Regions from separate parts of the Gossypium hirsutum genome. Here region 2 is linked to region 1. Evidence: chromatin contacts called from public Hi-C data. All regions are on one chromosome and are shown on one strand. Each heading gives the region's core, a stretch centred on a gene start, on an enhancer-like site or on the middle of the called end of the contact. The rest is flanking DNA. Distances are from core to core; before and after follow the strand shown. Region 1 has its middle 12 kb from the start of LOC121208934. Region 2 has its middle 4.7 kb from the start of LOC121208746.

Region 1 (2,700 bases), core at 19-2,518:
GAAAAAAATATATTTATTTTAGATTTTATCTTTTTATCATTCTAAATCTTTTATGTTAAATGGATTTTGTTCAAACAAAATGTTTGGATTTAAAAATGTAAATCCAAACCCTTTTTCTCCTAAATTTTGGTTTTCAAATAAGACATTAGATAGAATATATAAAAGTATAATCAAACCTCAAAATTTTATCTAAATCTAGTTTAATTAATTTTTTCACTCAAATTTTTTGATGAGAACAAACAAAGTTATTACAAAAGTATAATCAAATTTAAAGGAATCCCTAAGTGAAGATCTTCACTTCTATCAAAGGTCAGTTTTACAATATAATCAACTTTTAAATTCTCGAGAGATATATCAATTTCGATTGATAGTTGGATTTATACTACTCATTGAACAATTAAACCTAATAAGTTTTTGTTTAAATGGTTGAATTGAATAACCTGATCTAATTTTAAAAATTACGCTATTCTTGTTTATACAAGTGCCACATGAAACTGACACATAGACTAGGAATGGGATAGATTCATGTTCATTTCAATTATATATGCATGCATTGGAAGAATATAAAGAAAAGTAGGATTTTGTAGTTTTGTGGGCAATAAAGATAAGGACCTAAAGATGTCAAGTTTAGTTGTGTCTGGACGTTGGTACAAGGGCTTACCATTTTTTTTATGAAAAGTAATAAATCTTTATTACTCAAAAAGGTCAACCAGAGCAATACAACAAGGGCTAACAAATTGGGCATAGATCAAAACATAATTTCGGGAAATCAAATTCATTCTAAAGAGTTTTGGATAATTAATCAAAGAAGCAAGATTTACTAAATAATTCCCATCACAAACATTTTTGAAAAAAAAGATATGAAAAAACCTACAAAATCATATTCGTTTCCTCTTCCGAATAATTAAAAAAAACCACTAAGTGTTAAAAATAAATATTAAATTTAAATTATAAAATATATTACTTTAAAACAAACAAATTTTTAAATGATGATAGTTTTTTTTCTCCAACCTCACAAATTAGGAAAAGACAAGGAACAAATAAAGCTAAAAGTCATATATAGATATTCCTTGAGGTTAGAAATAATGAGAAGAAGATTGTACCAAAAAAGATAGAAAAAGAAAACGTCATTGTTTAGTGTTGGCAGAATTAGACAAGAGCCACATGTTTAGGGATTATATGTGAAACAGACACATAGATAGGCTCTTATTAATTTGAATATGCACAGGAGGAATATAAAAAAAGTAGGTTTTTGTAGTTTTGTGGGTAATAAAGACAAGGAATTAAATACTTAAAGTTGCGTTGTGTCTGGACGTCGGTTTTAAGGGCTTACAACATTGGTTGGACGGCTCAAATGCAAGCCTTGACAGTCACAGAGTCCTGTATAGGTCGGTGACTGGCTGCACCCCCCCCCCCCAAAAAAAAAAATATTATGGGTCCCTCTCAAAACATCACTCGTCTCTCTTTGGAACTGTTGCATTTAATTTCGTGATTTTAACACTCACTTTTTGTTTTATACATACCATACCATAATTGTATATAAAGGAATCTTTTTTTACACTGTTTTAGATATCTAAGACACCCAAACTGGGATGATGAGGAAATAAGAGACCACGCTTTGTGGTTGAAGATTTTTAGCTAAGAACAAAATTGCAATAATTTGCAGTGAAAGTGGCAAACAAGTGGGTTGACAACCGCCAAATTGGTCCAGGCCACTAGTTTTATTGGACAAACGTCCCTCAAAAAGAAAAGAAAAAGATATCACTTTGCATGGATCAATCTACTTAAGTGGCCCCTCTTTATGTCCTCAATAATCATATTCTACATATTTATTTATTATTTGGTCATGATTATGTGGATATTTTTAGAATGACTGTTGTATATAATATTTTCAAATAAAATGGTATAAAATTTTGTTTTTATATATTTATAAAGAAACCGTAATTATATATTATAAATACACATTTAGAACAAATTATATAAAGAAAAAAAATTGATAATTAAAAGAAAATTCAAGGTATGAGTGGTGAGATCCAGTGGGTTTAAACTTTTCCATCTCAAATACAAAGGTGTGTTGTTCCGGTTGGAAAAGTGATTTCCATTCGATGTGTTGTTTTGGTTGCTTTAAAATTTTAAAGTCGTGTTCATTTGTAGAGGAATTTAAGTAACTAGTAGTGATACATAAATGCTTTAATTAGAGTTGGATTATTCAATTTTTATTCTAAACAAGTGAAAATTTTCTTTTAAAGCATTCTATGATTCATTTTTATATAAAACAATTTTAAAGTGCAATATACACTTGCTATTCCTGAGATAAAAGGTATTGTATTTTAAAAATAGGGTTTCATGGTATTTTGCATAATTGAAAGAAAATAACTATTTTCAAATCTAACAAATACCGTACAAGCTAAGAATAGTTATTCCATGGATGTCGAAAGCACAAAAGCACAAGCAATCTATGCTAAGAGGTTTGATGATTCAATGGACTTCATTACAAAATTGGAGTTATGAGTTGCTATTGAGAAGAGGTATAAGAATGAGGATGTTGGACATTCCTTGCGAACAGGTATCTGGACTTTAAAACCTAAAAGTGGCGTTCATTTGTAAAGGCACTTAACCACGACTTGGTGCATTATAAATAGATGCTTGAATAATCAAAGTTAGATTATTCAATTTTCATTCCAATTAATTTCTAGTGGA
Region 2 (2,700 bases), core at 67-2,566, 150 kb before region 1:
TATGTAGTGCTACTCTGATATATAAAAAAATGAGTTGAGTTGGACCCTCATCCATTCTCTCTTTTCTCTCAAAACAACTTTTCATAATTTTAATTACCATCACTTCAAATATTATTAATAAAAAAAGAAAAAGAAAAAAAGAGAGTAAAGTTTGCACTACACTTGCGGCTGTTGAGTAATCAATTCTTCATTATTGAAACTAAGACTTCAATATTTTATTCATAGAATCAACACTTACATGATTGTTGGTATTTTGGGTATTAGATCATGGACTTGATGAAATTATCCTGGTGTTGCCTCATTTATGAAATTAATTACCCAACTTAAAACTTACTATTTTTTTTGAACAGCTAATAATAAGGTTGCCATGGAAAATAAATAAATTAAAATATAAAATAAAAAAAATCTAAAAGTTAATATTATAATTAAATATTTAGCATTTATTTTCATAAAAAAATGAAACAAGTAAAAGTGAAGATTGATAACAAATTTTTAAAAATAAATTTACAACCAACCAGATTTGAGTTTAACATTATAACTTCAAATCTGAAGGGATTCTTAATTTATATTTAATTTTATTTATCCTCCCACCATTGCATTACTACAAGTGAAGTAAATGAAGGTGTTGAATAATGTTAAAGAGTAATAGAAATATTGGTATTTATCAGTTTTGGATGATAAATCCATTTTTAAAAATACCCAGCTACATATTATATAACTTTGGATATTCATAATCACTATAAATTATAAATCATTTCTAATTAAACATATGGTATGTAATTCCAGAACATATATTTACCATAATTGTATACATAAAAGATGAAAAATGACACTATTAGTAATGCCCAACCCATACTAACGTAACATAGTCATTTTAGAAGAGAGTTGGGCGGCTGTAAAAATAAGAAAAAGGGGGTGGATAGGAAATCAAAATTTACTATAATTTTCAAATGCAAAAGCCAAGAGAGCAGAAAAAAGGGCAGAATAGCATTGTTTGATTTGAGTAATTAGGGGCGGAAGTAGTGGGAGTCAACTATGAGAGAGAGTGTGTGTGCATGAATCACGAGATGCCTGCTTTCTTCCTTATTATCCGAGACACCCTTCTTCACCCCTTTTGCATTAAAAAGATTGTAATAACAACAACAAGGTCTCAGGTAACATTCAATGACAAAAAACTAAAGTTTGTTCCAGTGTTACCTAGAGAGACGAAGAACAACCAAATAAAAATAAATGAATCAATCAACTCATGTCTGATAGTCAAACCGGAGAGGGTCCCGATCTTTGCTGTCCAGTCTTGTCTGACGGTCAAGCTTTGACTTCTTCATTAAAATCCAACGGTGGCAGTGGACCCTCACCATGTTTTTATTATGGTCGATGATGGCTGATTGATGATGATGCCTCTGCCCATTTTAAGATATTACCTCTCCACTCTCTTCTGTTTTGCTTTGTCGTTTCACATGCACAAACTACAATTTGCAATTGTTCACCACCCCTTTTCATATTGCATTTCTGCAGTTATGATTCGACAATATTATAAGCCCATATCTTCAACTAACACATAAACAAAATATCTTTTCTAAATTATTTTCATTACCTTCCATAACTGACATATCTTCTGATTGTTGGAGGGGTCTCACCACCTCTACCTTGATTGCAGTTCATCATAATGTCCTTTTGAGTATTATCCTGGGGCTGGACTTGGACTACCAAATTTCTATGGCAATTATGACTTCACCAACTTCACCTCTCCTTTGTTTATTTTGCAAATCCATTTTCTTCAACCATCATAAAGTCCATGCAACTCCTACCACCAATATGATGAGCTCCAAACTACCAAAAATGATCGTCCGCATGAGTACAAATTTTAACTCCATCTCTTGATTGGATGTTAGTCAATACCTAATCACATTTAATACAAGCCCAAATATTTATGTTAAAAACTGCAATAAAACTTTATTCTATCGAGATTAATAATGTGGGATCATTATGAATAATACACTAGGTATGCAAGGGTATATAGGTGTCTCAAAATTCTCGACTCTCAATAGTTTTTATATTTCGAATTACCATAAAGTTTAGAGTTTAGGGGAGATTTTTTTTTAGATTGGATATGTTGTATGCAAAATAGCTTTCACACTTTTTCATAATTTTTAATTATTTTGTTGTAAATTAAAAATTAATTATTAGATTATTTACACATATTTAATCATATTTTATTAGATAATTAAATTTTAATAGCCTTACCGTATTGAATAAATTTTAAATGATATAAAGATAAATTTAATCTTCAACGTTTATATCTTTTGTTAAATTGACCATTATTCTTTCATATTTTAGTTAAACTTGGTCTTTGACCTTTTAAAAATAAGCGAATTTGACTATTAATTTTTCAAAAAGAGTCAAATTATTATTATTATTATTTTTGGTTTCCTAAGGTATCCATTGAAGCAAGCCCAATGACTAATCCTCCGCGTTTTGTAGGCCCATTAAGGAGGTAGATGCTGGTCACGAGTTTCAAAGTTGCTCCATACCCAGGATGAGGATTGAACCCTCAACCACTGATTAAGGTAGGAGAGAAAAATTGTTGTTTTTAATAGGAATACTAACTAAAATCCTAAAATTTTAAACATTGCAACTTGTTTGGCAATTATTGTGTACTTCATGCTATTTTTTTTGAATTTATATGAACTTTTTATATAT

The links. A called contact is a pair of places that touch in the nucleus more often than the background predicts.
Region 2: a contact with region 1 is called in a Hi-C map of leaf, with 4 times the contacts expected there. The contact joins two enhancer-like sites. A contact is called at or near these places in 9 of 34 Hi-C or Micro-C datasets (fibers, hypocotyl, leaf and 1 more).

The regions. Positions count from the first base shown.
Region 1 is chrA10:10,246,654-10,249,353 of Gossypium_hirsutum_v2.1, reverse strand. No RefSeq gene overlaps it. Among protein-coding and RNA genes, the nearest start is that of LOC121208934, 12 kb to the left of the region's middle. Within about 2 kb of position 1,268, at least 3 of the 9 cell types and tissues checked have an H3K27ac peak or open chromatin away from gene starts, as enhancers often do. A contact at or near this core is called in leaf, where this site is marked.
Region 2 is chrA10:10,395,592-10,398,291 of Gossypium_hirsutum_v2.1, reverse strand. No RefSeq gene overlaps it. Among protein-coding and RNA genes, the nearest start is that of LOC121208746, 4.7 kb to the right of the region's middle. Within about 2 kb of position 1,316, at least 1 of the 9 cell types and tissues checked has an H3K27ac peak or open chromatin away from gene starts, as enhancers often do. A contact at or near this core is called in leaf, where this site is marked.